2 separate regions of the Oryctolagus cuniculus genome follow, and region 1 is linked to region 2. The links are chromatin contacts, called in public Micro-C maps. All regions are on one chromosome and are shown on one strand. The core of a region is the stretch at or near the end of the contact, and the rest is flanking DNA. Distances in the headings are between cores, read along the strand shown. Region 1 holds the start of ZBTB10 (zinc finger and BTB domain containing 10). Region 2 has its middle 90 kb from the start of TPD52.

What was found. A called contact is a pair of places that touch in the nucleus more often than the background predicts.
Region 1: a Micro-C map of ear pinna shows a contact between it and region 2, with 6 times the contacts expected there. The contact joins the promoter of ZBTB10 here to the enhancer-like site in region 2. A contact is called at or near these places in 2 of 6 Hi-C or Micro-C datasets (ear pinna and an unstated tissue).

Annotation. Positions count from the first base shown.
Region 1 is chr6:105,998,374-106,005,005 of mOryCun1.1, reverse strand. It overlaps ZBTB10 (zinc finger and BTB domain containing 10), which reads right to left and starts at 3,644. Exons shown (of 6, transcript XM_017341413.3): 1 at 2,541-3,644. The coding sequence starts at 3,530. It overlaps LOC127490727 (a long non-coding RNA gene), which reads left to right and starts at 4,197. Exons shown (of 7, transcript XR_011389489.1): 1 at 4,197-4,940.
Region 2 is chr6:105,719,180-105,726,110 of mOryCun1.1, reverse strand. No RefSeq gene overlaps it. Among named protein-coding and RNA genes, the nearest start is that of TPD52, 90 kb to the right of the region's middle. Within about 2 kb of position 4,155, at least 8 of the 8 cell types and tissues checked have an H3K27ac peak or open chromatin away from gene starts, as enhancers often do. A contact at or near this core is called in ear pinna, where this site is marked.

The sequences.
Region 1 (6,632 bases), core at 2,395-4,894, 280 kb before region 2:
ATCAAATGGAGAACTGGCTTGGTCTCTAACAAGAGTTATTCCATGAGACAGTGGCTACAAAACTGACAAACCAGTGACAGTGAGGTAGCTAACTACAATTAAAATAAATGACAATAAGTAATAGCTGTAATTTACTAAGCCATTGTGTGCTGGCCCATATATTTTGCATTGGAAACTAGAAGTTAACTACTTTGCCTGCCAGGAAAGAGCATGACCCAAGTCCCCCCAACCTTACGCCCAAGAATGCTCTTACAGGCTGTGTTATACTGCCTCCTACAGGTGATCAAGGGCTGTAGTTAGGGCAACAAAAACAAAAAACACCAACACTGCCCAAAGGAGTAAGGCAGAGTATTAACAGGACAAAGAGATTCAAAGGTGTTACCTGGGGTATCAAGATATCTTCCAAACTACTTAGGAACTACAGAAATGATGAGGATCAATTCAAAGCGGAAACAACCAAAACCCAATCAAGGAGGACCAACAGATAGCCTGAAAACAAACCCGCCTTACTAAATTGTATTGTCTTCAGTCTAATCAAAGAATGCCTTAAAAGAAATGAGATGATCTATCCGCTGAATTAGCAGAGATTTTCAAAGGGGAAGGGAAAGGAATAGCTCAGGTCAAGTTTTAAAAAGGTTTCACCTACCAATGAATTGTGAGCCAGACAAATGCCTAGAGAAGGATACACCCATACTAAGTCTACCATAAGGTTATCCAACTAATTCCCCCTTCCTATGATTTCAGGTTCACGAAGCAGCTAATTATAATTTGCATTCCCATTCAGATTCGCCTACATCGAAAGACTGTGCTGATAAGGACTAACTGGCCCACTGTATATTAATTCATTTCTGTTGTCTTTAAAAATTTTTAGATAACCAACTCAACATTATGTGGAAATTTAAGTTTTAATTTTCACAGGTCCCCCACCTATTTAGTATTTTACTGAATAACACCAGGCATGTTAATTAACCCTTTAAGGCCTTAGACTCCTCTTCTATAAAATGGAAACAAAGACACTTTGCACAGTAAATGTGTCTGGCACACAGAAAAACAAGAAAAATGTTAGCTCTATCTCACTTCATTGCCCAAGCTCACAAAGCTAGCAACTGCAGAAAGCTGAGATCTGAACCCAGATTTACTCCAAACCCATTCTTTTTCCATTACGACACTCCTTATAGGCTTTAGTCTCAGTTGCCACCCAGAACTCTTAAGACTTAGGACAATTTACTTAACCTTTCTGGGGCTTGTATCTTTAAATGATCTTCCTCCTAGGGTTTAAGCAACTAAATATCTGCAAGGAAAGAAAAAAACCCCAAAACTGTATCTGAAGTATATAGGAATAATAACCCTATGCTTTTTCAGTGAAAGCCCCAACTTCTGAGAATCTTCTGTACTGGGTCTGTGTGGTTATTGGTGTGCCTAACTAACTCCCTTACAAGGGTGCTGAACGCAAGATCACGCCAATAAACAACACACCAAGGGACAAATATGAGAATTGACTTTCTAAAATCAATGACTTGGCTACAAAAGAATGATTTCCATCCACATTCATGGATCTTTTTGTAAAAGTCAGAAGAAAAAAAAAACGGGCTGATCAACATCTTTGGCTTGATGGTTAGGCTACTATCTTTAGACTAGAAATGTTAAAACGAGGACTAAGAACTAAAGTACAGCTTACTTGATTTGTAGCTAAAGACTGGGGTTTTCAAGAATTTGGTCAAAAAAAAAAATTCCCTACCAGTTCAAATCAACTACTTGATCCAAAAAAACTGCATACTAAATATCTCCCACGCTAAGTTTAAAGTACTCAATGTAAACTGATTTACAAGAACGTTTCTGAAAAAGAAGGCTATAGAAGACTCTCAGCACAGAAATCTGGATAGAAGTACACAGGTCAAAGCTACGACAGTTTACCACAAGCAAGTCTTGGTAAGAAAGTTCAACAAGTTCAGCCGAGACGAGTTTAGTAAAATTACTCACATGAGAAAGGAGTTATTCAAATAGCTTCCCCAACATTTACATACAGTTCTGACACTTCACATTATCGTGCTCTAATGGAAGAACTCTTTCGGCTAGACGGTTTCTTGGGAGAGGTATTGCCAGGTTTAGGGAACTCTGCCTAATCCACTCTTCAGTTGCCAGATCTGACTTCCAGCAGTACACTAAACCTCTACGAACATAAGGCGGCTTCGCTAAAATCACAGCTAATAAAATACATGACCCGAAGTCATCCTTTTAGACTAAAACCTTCAACCTACTTTTTCAAAACCTTCTACTGGATTCAATCCCAAGAGCAAAGAAATCTCAGTCATAAAGACATAAAAACACAGTCAGCGGTACGATTAGAAAATTGTCATTCCGTTCCCCTCCCCCCACACCACATACACAACTTTTGCAAACTTGTTCCCAGGCTTTCCAAACCCCCACGCGGAAGGCTCCCCGCACCCCTCTCAACGGGAGCGATGCCCTCGCTCAGGGGAATGGGTGGTTTAGCCAAGGAATCTTCCCCCTAAAAGAGGCAGGCGCGAGCTCTAGCCTACCTGGGCGTTGGCTTCGTGGAGTTTGTGCTCGGTAGAGACGTGGTGCCTCAGGAGAAGGGTTTTCTTGTAGTTGCGGGTCCCTCGAGAAAGCTCATCGTGCCCCACCTGGGGCAGGTCCACGCTGCCCCCATCCTCGGAGGTCTTTTGGCACCAGCCGCAAAACATAAGGCCAGTATCCTTGGAATACCGCAGCCAGGGAAAATCCTTTAGCCAGGAGGTCTGGAAGGAGCACTGGAGCTTCTGCATTAGGGACTTGGACCGCGCGAGCGGCAAGTGCTGGACAGTCTCTCCTTCGCCAGCTCCCACACCGCTGCCCTCCACTTCGTCCCCGCCATCGCCGCCCGACCGCCTGCTGCTGCCGCAGCTGCCGCCTTCCGCCCCACTGCCGTCGCCCAGGCTCGCCCCCTCCTCCTCGTCCTCGGTGCTGTCGCTCAGGGACGCGCCGTCCTGCATCAACTCCTTCCCCTCCAGCGCGTCCAGCTCCAGCTCCACAGCCGCCGGCCCTCGTCCATTGAAATGCCTCAGGGGCCACGCCGAGGTCTCGGGCCGGCCGCGGCTACTGCCATTGTTGCCGAGACCCCCGCCGCCGCCGCCTCCTCGGAAGGCCAGAGTCCGACGGTTCCTTTCCGCTAGCAAGGGGCCCCCCGCGCCACCGCCGCCCAGCGAGGTGGGGCCGCCCGCGTCTTGGGGGAGCAGCAACTCCTTAGCTTCCTCGGCGGCGGCCGCGGCAGCCGCAGCAGCGGCCGCCCCAGCGGAGGCCTCCAAGTCTTGGGGCTCCAGGCCCTCCAATTCCGTTTCCTCGTCGGCCCCCCGCCCATTGGGCTGCTGAAGCGCGGGCGGCGCCGGCGGCGGGGGCTGTCTTGGCTGCGGCTGCTGAGGCCAAGCCGAGGCCTCCCCGCCAGCGTTATTGTTCGTGGAGCCGCCGCTGGCGGTGACCAACCCGCCTCCTCGGAACGCCAGCGTCCTGCGGTTCATCTCACTGAACGACATGGCGCGCGCAGCCGCCGCCGCCGCCGCCGCCGCCGCCGCCCGGTGCCCCGGCTCGCGCCCGGCCTCGGGCCGCGTCCCGCGCGCTCCCCGCGGCTCCCCCTCCGCTTCGCCCCCGCCCCCGGCGTTCCGGTCTCGCGGGGCTCGGCCTCGCCCTCCCGCCCGGCTCGCGCCCGGGGCTGCCGCACGCGTCCGCGTCCGCTGCCGCCGCCGCCGCCGCCGCCTCCGGCCGCTCTCCGCGTCCTCCACCCCCGCCCCGCTGCGCTCCGGGCAGCGTCCCGCGCGGAGAAGGGGGCGGGCGGCGGAGAGGCGAGGAGCGAGCCGGGGCGCGTGGGGCCTTCGAAGTTGAGAGGCGGAGTGCGGGGAGACCCTCCGCTGCCCCCTCTTCTACGCCGCGCGCACACACCGACCCTCCAAACAGATATCCTTCCTCCGGCGCGCCGAGGAGTCCCGCCGCCGCCGCCGCCGCCGGCTGCCGACGCGCTGAGGACGAGAGGCACGTTAAACTGCCCGGCTCCGCCACATAACGAGCCGACAATAAAGCCGGCGGAGCGCTTCCGTCCGACCAGGCCCTGGCGGAGGTCGAATGGCAAATGAACAACGGACCGTGCGCCCACAATGCACCGGGGTAGCAGTAACCGCTGGAGGGGGAAAGGGTGGGGGCCGGGCTGGGGGAGGGGGGCTGGGCTTGGGGCTGGGCTGGGGTGGGGTGGGGGCGCCAGGGGACCGGGAAAGGGGCCGGGCCGCGCCTCCGGCCTGGGGGCGGGGGTGCGGCCGCAGGGAAGGAAGTCGGCCGAGGGGCGGGGGGACAAAAGGCCGGGCGGCCGGCTGGGGGTCTCGGGGAGGGGCGGGCGTGTGCGGCCGGGGCCAGGGCTGCGCGGAGGACAAACAGCTGGCGAGTGTCAGGGTCTGGCCGCCTCCCCGCTGCCCACAGGCACCTACCCGCGCCCGGGACGCGCGTTTTCCTCCTCTCGCCACGAGTTCACCTGGGACTTTGGGAAATAAGTGCGCGGTGGGAAGCTGCGCTCCAGCCTTGTCATTTGCTGGGGGTGGGTGGGGTGGGGTGGGGTGCGGTGGGTGGGGGTGTGGGTGTGTGTGGATGGCGGTGCCCGAGGAAGTGAACTTATTTTGTCCCCTCACAAAGACTGGAGCGGGCGAGCGCCTCTCGGGCGAGGAGGTGGCGAGCCGCGGACCACCGCCTGCCCTGGATGCCAGGGCAGCGCCTCGGGCCCCGGGGGCAACCATCCTCTCGCCGAAAACGCACCGCCCCGAGTGTCTTGACGGCCGTGATGAAATGGAAATTTAAATAAAAGGTCGAACACGTGCGTTCACTGGGAAGTATTGACATGGGTGTTACATCACCGGCAACCAATCAGAGGGCTCGGCTCGTGTTTATACTTCTACAACCACCTTGTGAGTATTACAGTATGTCATAACGTTATAAATATTAGGCAGGGTTTTCCCCAGCCGCGGCAGGAGGCTGCTCGCACGGACCCGGCGCGCGGCTCCCGAGATTGCCAGCCCCAGCGCAGCAAGGGCTCATTTGAAAAGAAAAAAAAAAAAAGCAACGCCAACTGTTTACATTGCATATAGAATTTAGAGTGATTAGAACTGATTGAGCTGGGAGTGAAGCGCCCAAGGCGACCATCCTAGTGGACTTTTTCACTGAAAGGTTCTCCGGTTTGGAGCCCTTAACATTGATCCCTTTTTAAAAAAAGTCTTTTAAAAAGATGCTACATGTAGCAAATTCTGCAGTGTTTAGGCTCATATGCTAGTTTACAGTATTAGATAAGTCAAGTTTTTTTTTTTGTTATTGTCGTTCAAACAAGTTTCACCGCCCCCCCCCCAAAAAGATACCTTCAGGCCATGGAGGGGTGTTTTATTTACTCTAAATAATGCATCAACTAGAAGCTGAATCGCAAATGCATATAAAACAAGTCGGAGATAACTGCTGATAAGAACCGGCTTTTTACATAAATAATTCCTTTAGAATATGCATAGGAAGAACGAAAAATATGCCTGCAGTCTTTAGGCGGTCGATTGCCAGTGAGAGGGACTGGAGTGGAGGCTTTAACCCACCTTATATATTAATGTAAAATTATAGAGAGCACTAATTAACAATTTTCATACCCTCTAACTTTATAATTCTTCAGAGATGTTTGTTTCCAAAATAAGAACAGTATTTAATGCTTTGAATATATATTGTGGGACATGGTATATTTTTCAGGAGTGAATATATTTTCCTGAACATATAAAATATTATTTGTCTTAATATTTTAAGTGGACTAAACACATCAGTGTACATCCAGACCAATATGCATTGATTATATAGGTTTATTTGAGGCAACAGTCGCTTCACTGTAGTGTTAGTACCGTGCAGAGCAGCCAGATTGTAGATCAAACGTTAAGTCTGCCACCTGGGTGCAATGGAATTTTGATGTAGAGAATGACACTGCTGCCCTGCCACAAAAAGATGTTGGCTTTGAGTTCTTTTTCCAGCAACAAGCGTGTTGTCACCCATCTTTCTTGTCACCTAAGCCATCCCGAACCAGCAAGCTTGACACTTTGATGTAGGTCCTCAGGTTGGCACAGTTTGTAAGGTTTTGTTGTTGTTACTGTTGTCCTTGCCCGGCTTTATTTGATTTTAGTTATTGGAAAGTTTAAGACAGGGCAGTGTGTGACCTGGACCTACTTTGTGCCCAGGAGAAATGAGAGCATTCTTATATACTGTGGCCATATATAATAGTGCCACGTGTGAAGGAATGTGATTATAGCATGTTTTGTCCTTAATCCATGGTCAGTTTTTTCCATTCTAGGCACTTTGCAAGTAAATACTTTATTGAATATATTTAAACCACCACACTTCCTCCGCTACAAAAACAAATAAACAAAAAAAACCCAAGAGTTACTGAAGTTAATTACTTATCCAGGATTAAGGTGATGGGAAATGAAAATAGATGTAAGAATTTTTATGTGAACTTCAAAGCCTGTTTTGCATCCCAACACTTAAATTCAGATCTTTTGGTTCTCGTCTTGTATCCCTAGTACATAATTGGCACTGTTTAAGTTTCTGCTGGTCTTGTTAGTTTTGCTTTTAATATTGCT
Region 2 (6,931 bases), core at 2,906-5,405:
AGAAATTTCCAACGAGAAGATACAACTTCTATTTCTATATGTCCTCTTCAATACTTTCTTTTGCTGCAATTCTTCTGTTTTGGGGGAAATCTACTGTCTGCTGTTCCATGTAGAAATTCCACCAAATGGATGAGTACTTTGAAAAAAAAAAAAAAAAACTAAAACAAAGAAAACTCCCATCACCATTAACTACAGAAACACCACGAAGTCAGTCTGTCTTCTCCCAGCTGGAGCTTTCTAAGTGCTGCACGGCAGAATGCACCCAGGTGCTGGGTTAAGTGCTAGCCTTTCTTCAGGGATTTATCAGAGGGCTGCAACGACTGAGAAACTCTCTGCATTTCAGAAGTAACACAGTGTGAACCGCAAGTGCAGATTGCTTGTCAGAAAAAAAAATTAAGTCAAAGGAAAACATGAGAGAGAAGCCAGCTTCTAGGTTGTTTATAGAATGAACAGTGCTTGTTTAACCTTCTGGAGAAAATTAAGTTAATATTTGCCCAAGGCTCTGAATTGCACCAACCCACCTCCAAGGGCAGATGCCAGCAGTCGATGTTAACAACGGTACATTATATCAGTTAGGACTGAATTTGGCTCCATGTAACATGAACCCAACTACAGGCGCAGGCATCTTTTTCTCCCTTAAGAAGCAGGTCTGTAATACCACTGAACGCACAGGTTCTTTCTGCCCTTCCACTCTGCTGTGCTTGGCTTGCAGCCCTTCTAAACAGGAAGGGAAAGGGTGAGGGGCAAAATAATGTCGCAAGTCTGTCATTTGAAAAATGCTGCTTAGAGATGCCAGCTAGCATACTTGCTTGTATCTCATTGGTGGTTAATCAGTTGCAGAGCTACCCCCTAGCTGCAAGGGAGTCAGGATGGCCACTGTGTCAGCAGGCTCACAGTAGGCTACCCCAAACAATATTTGGGTTCTTTCAGGAAGGAAACTGAGAATGTTGGATATTCAGTAGGTTACTAGCCATCTTACAGCAGGTGAACAAGTAGATAAACTCTTAAAAAATTTTCCCCTTTCAACTTATGTAACAATGAAATTCATCACTGTATATAGTAAGTTAAATAAGTATAAATAGAACACATTTCTTTTTTTGAAAATATTGCTTATTTACATGTAATAATTATACCTTTTAAAACCTATTTATTTGAAAGAGTTAAACAGAGAGAGAGGGAGAGACAGAGACAGAGATTTTCCACCTGCTGGTTCACTCCTCAGATGGCCATAATGGCCAAGGCTGGGCCAGGCTGAAACCAGGAGCCAGGAGCTTCTTCCAGGTCTCCCACATGGGTAGCAGGGCCTCAAGCACTTGGACCATCCTCAGGTGCCTTCCCAGGCCATTAGCAGGGAGTTGGATAGGAAGTGGAACAGCCAGGACTTAACTGGCACCTATATGTGATGCCAGCATTGTAGGCAGGGGTTTAACTTGCCCACCACGCTGGTACCCAACACTCATTCTTAAATGCAATTTGTCAACAAATTAGATCATAGGATGAGAGATTGTTTCTCCAGATGTTTATCTCTATACAACAGACCTGAGTATCAGCCAGTAAGAAATTCTATCCCATATTATAGAATTTCCTTCAATGCCTAAATTTGCCTTAATATTACATTAAAAAAAATTTGCCACAGGCAATTAGCCCAGTGGTTAAGATGCCGCATGGGCTGCCCGTATCCCAAATCAGAGTGCCTGGGTTTGAGTCCTAGCTCTGTTGCCCATTCCAGATTCCTGTTGCTGTGCACCCTGGGGGCAGTGGTGATGGCTCAAGTAGTTGGGTTCCTGCACCACATGGGAGACTTGGATTGAATTCTAGACTCCTAGCTTTGCCTTGGCACAGCCTTAGCTGTTGTGCATTTGGGGAGTAAATCAGCAGATGGGAGCTTTGTCTGTGTCTCAAAATAAATTTTAAAAAGTTAAAAAATTTTCATTTTTAAAAATTTTCATTTATTGATTTGAGAGGTAGAATTACATACAGAGAGAGGGAGAGACAGAGAGACGGGTGTTCCATCTGCTGGCTTACTCCCCAGTGGCTTCAATGGCCGGAGCTGGACTGATCCTAAGCCAGGAGCCAGGAGCTTCTTCCATGTCTCCCATGCACATGCAGGGGCCCAAACACTTGGGCCATTTTCCACTGCTTCCCCAGGCCATAAGCAGAGAACTGGATCAGAAAAGGAGCAGCTGGAACACGAACCAGCACCACTAAAAATAATTTTTTAAAAAATGTATGTCTCTCCTATAGACACTGGATTGTTAGCAAATACAATATAGTTTAACATTGAAATCTAAAAGTAAAAATTATAATATTTATGAAGTGCATGGTATAATTAAAGGGATGTAAAGATTAAAATGTCCTTGCCCTCCTGGAGTCTGTAATGCAGTCATGCTGTGAAACAGATACATGATAGCTGTGGCAGTCTGCACTGCACATTAGCGCCACAGGTGAGTGATGCATCAGATAAGCCAAGTGCAGTGACAGCAAGGCTCCGGGAGGTGATGTCACTTCCTAAACAGAGTAAAAGTCATGGAGGAGAAGGCTTGGAGACATGGTGAGGAAGGAGCCACACTCTGCTCACAGTGCAACAGGATAGAGATAGAAAGCATGAGTCACTTCAGGTAACTACGCGCACTTAGAAATCGTTAATAAATGCCTACTGCCTGCAGGGGATTCATTACATCATGCCTCAAGTTGAAGGGCAAGTCAGAGTCTGGGCAGGACACAGAAGCAGGCGCTCGTCACTTGCACTGTCCCTTGGCTCATGAAACGGAGGTACCATCGTAGGAGCCGTATGTTAAAGTGACTCTGTAGAACATGAGTTACTGTAACACACCCTGCAAGCAGAGTGTTAATGCAGTAATTCAAAGTGCTATGGCTGCTGTTGTGGCCTCCGTCCATGTGCACATGGAGTTCCAGGCGCCTGCCATTGGCCTGGCCCAGCCCTGGCCATTTGGAGTGACCACCAGATGGAAGCTCTTTCTTTCTCTCCCTCTAATTCTGCCTTTCAGAGAAATGAAGTAAATCTCTAAAAATAAACAAAAATAAAAAGTAAGCAACTCTGTAACTCTTTCAAATAAATAAAATAAATCTTAAAAAAAAGTAAACAAAAATTTATGGGAGGGGCCAGTGCTGTGGCATAGCCAGTTGAGTTGCTGCCTGCAGTGCTGGCATCCCATATGGGCGCCGGTTAGAGACCCGGCTGCTCCACTTCCCATCCAGCTCTCTGCTATGGCCTGGGAAAGCAGTGGAAGATGGCCCAAGTCCTTGGGCCCCTGCATTCATGTGGGAGACCCGGAAGAAGCTCCTGGCTCCTGGCTTTGGATTGGCTCAACTCTGACTTTCAAATAAATAAATAAATCTTTAAAAAAAAGTTTGTGGGAAATGGAATTAGAAGGTAAATTTAAAAAGAAAGTACCTATACAGGAACTTAAACAACCGATAGAAAAGAAGCCACAGAATGCATTTTCCAAAGATTCTATTGGTAATCTTGCCCTTTGGTTAATCTAATTAATTTCATTCGATTAAATCCGTTTCCCAGCGTTGTCCTCGGTCCTGCACTCAAAACAGTCCTGTCCTTATTACATGGAAATCGAGTCTCCTAAAAACATCCACACTTTCTATGAAAAGACACGACGACAGAATTTTCTAGAGATTCTTTGTGATTTTTCACCTCTGCTGGGTTTTGACCTGGTTAGGGAAGACATCATAGAGTATCATTTCGGGTAACAGGAGACTATGACGCACATAGGGGAAAAAAAGAGCCAATGGCATTCCTACATAACCGGCCTGTGCCTTCTCCTCACTAAGTACATGAGAGCAGGTGCCCGCAGAGGCGGACAAAAGGCATCGCCGACGCCTCGGAGGAAACTTTTGATTTTATAAAGAACTTGAAGGTGCAGCGCAGACGCCGCCCATCCCGGTCCCCCAGCAGCCTCCATGGCTGCTTCCAGCCCGCCGCGGTCCCCCTCTTCCCTCCTCCACGCAGGCTTCCCGCCCGCACCGAGGCCGGGACGCGCCCGGCCCTGCTCGCCCGGCGCCGCCCGCTCGCCCGCCTGCGCCGACGTGGCGGAGCGCACAGGTCGGCCGGGTCAGGTGGTTGGGTGACGCCCCGGGAAGGCGCTCCCGGCCGAGCGCGGGCGGCGCCGCCGCGCCCGACGCCTTTGGGGGTGGGGACTTCGCGGGAGTCGCGCGACGGAGGCGAGGAGGAGCTCGGCGCAGCGCGGCGGGCGGGCCGAGCCGGACGGGCTGCGGGCGGCGGAGGCGCGGAGGACGCGAGGCGGCGGGCGGGAGCCATGGACCGCGGCGAGCAAGGTGAGGCGGGCGCCGCGGCTTCCGGGTGGGCGCGGGCTCGGCGCGGGGCTGCGCGCGGCCCCGAGCCGGAGCAGGTGCGGGGCAAGTTGCGTCTCGCCGAGTGCCAGCCGGCATCCCGGGGCGGCGGAGCTGGAGCGAGGAGGCGAGCCGGCAGAGGAGGCCGCCTGTGTGTGTGTGTGTGTGTGTGTGAGCGAGCGAGTGTGCGTGAAGGAGATGGAGAGAGCGAGAGAAACAGACTAAGAGAGAGAGAGAGAGAGAGAGAGAGAGAGAGATCGAGATCGAGGGAGAGAAGGTTCTGGGAGGCGGCGAAGGCGCTGGCCGGGGCTGGCGATCGCGTTGCGCTTAGGATATAAAGCCTGGTGGAGTAGCGCAGGGCCGCCGGCTCTTGTAAGTGCTCGGAGCCGCTGGTGGAGCTGGGGACCTTGGATCGTTTTCCTCTCTCACGGAGGGGACCACGACCCTCTACCCCGCCCCAACGTTGAGACTTCCCGTGCTCCTGGAAGTTACGGTGCGGAGGATTTGTGGTGGCTGCGGCGATGGCTGTGTGTACCGTGTGTCCCCAGATTGCGAGGTGGTGGCTCTGGGTTTCTTGGGGAGAAGGGAAGGGTCCTGGGTTGCTCTGTCTGATTTAACCGTAGCTTTGGATGCACTTTTCTCTTAAGACAGGAACTCAAGTCAGATTGTCCAGAATAGAATCGCTGCTGGAGATGTGGCAATAGCTGGGCATGTTTTTTTTTTTTTTCTTCCCAGATTTAAATGTTGCTTCATCTTAGGGATTTCTGGCTGATAATAAAGCAGTGACTGTCACACAGATGAGGCTGGCACGGTTTTAAAGAGCTAAATAAACGCTAACGAACAGAAATAATGCTTGGAAGTGGGAATGGGAATCACTTCTGTTTTAAGCCCTAATGCAATAGTTTTTATTTTTTGCCTTTTTTTTTTTCCCTCCAGTATTTGCCTTCCTGCATGAGTTGTTTTTAAAATTTATTTATGAGAGAGACAGAACGAACGGAAGCACTCCCATTCACTGATTTACTCCCCAGCTGCCCACAACAGCCCACTCAATCCAGGTCTGTCCCACATGGGTGACAGGAACCAAATTATCTGAGCCATCAGCACTGCCTCCCGGGGTCTGCATTCTTGGAAAACTGGAGTCAGGAGCTAGAGCTGCTTCCTGACCCCAGGTACTCCCTTGTCAGATGAAGATACCTCAACTGCTCGCCTAAATGCCTGCCTCCATATGAGAGTTTTTATGTAAATAATGACATTCCATGTATTCCATTTTACTTTTGATAACTTGTAAGAGACTCTCTGGAGCCTTGTACTTGTCTTCATACTCCTCAGGTTAATTGCACACTTCACATATGCCATGCTTAGCAACATCATGTATAATATAGATATATGCAGACACTGTGCATATGTATAGGTACACATACACATTCTCGTCTAGATTTTAAGCTGCTTGAGTTTAGGAGCATTTCATTTTTGATCATCCTTGGTTGGTTAGGTAATAACTTGCACATAGTAGACACTCAATGTTAAGAGTTAGCAAGCTTGTCACCAGTCTTGTGTGTATTGTTAGAAGGCCCGGGGCACACTGTGTAAGCCAGCATTATTCTGCCTGGTTTTTAATGGGACAGTGGGATAGGTGACAAATGTGTATGTTCATGTTTTATATTAATTGTTTTGTGGTATCATATGTAACATGTTTTTAGAATAACAGGTACTTGTGAAAGATTAAATATGTTTGATTTAGGTGAATGAAGTGATTATTTTGATGGGTTTTGGGTTGTAGCTTGGGTGACAAGAATCAAAATCATTAATGCCTCTATAATGTTCCAGTTTGCTAATATACTTTGTGTGTTTTTATGGGACTAGATTTTTTTTTAGGTGCCTAAGACATTTTATGGCTTCTCTGGCTTGTAAGATAAGATTGTTCTGTCTTCTCGTGTTCATACGTCTTCTTTGGTCGAGATTCTGGTTAGTTATGTCGGTGCTTGTTTGACAGGGGACACCCAGGGACAGCTAACCTCTCCCTGTGGTGAGCTGGGTCGACTGCTCGGAAGTCACCTGCCTTGGGAAGGTGAGCAGGCCTGCTCCACACTGCCTGTGTGGGAACCGTGTGGCCTCGCCAGCTTTTCTTTCTGGCCGCCTCCCTACCCTTTCACCTTGTGTTCCCATGACCCAGGGTAGGTGCTCAGACTGCCTGACAGGAGAGGTGGCCAAGGCAGGTTCCAGCAGCTTCAGCCTCTGTGTCCCTCCGTGTGAGCCCTTTGCTTCCCTCTTCCTCTTTTTTTTTTTTTTTTAATTAATTTATTTATTTGAAAGAGTTACACAGAGAGAGGAGAGACAGAGAGAAGTCTTCCATCCGATGGTTCACTCCCCGATTGCCTGCAACGGCCAGAGCTGGGCCGATCTGAAGCCAGGAGCCAGGAGTTTCTTCCAGGTCTGCCATGTGGGTGCAGGGGCCCAAGCACTTGGGTCATCTTCTACTGCTTTCCCAAGCTATAGCAGATAGCCAGATAGGAAGTGGAACAGCCGGGACTCAAACTGGTGCCCATATGTGATGCTGGTGCTTCAGGCCAGGGCGTTAACCCGCTGCACCAAAGCGCTGGACCCC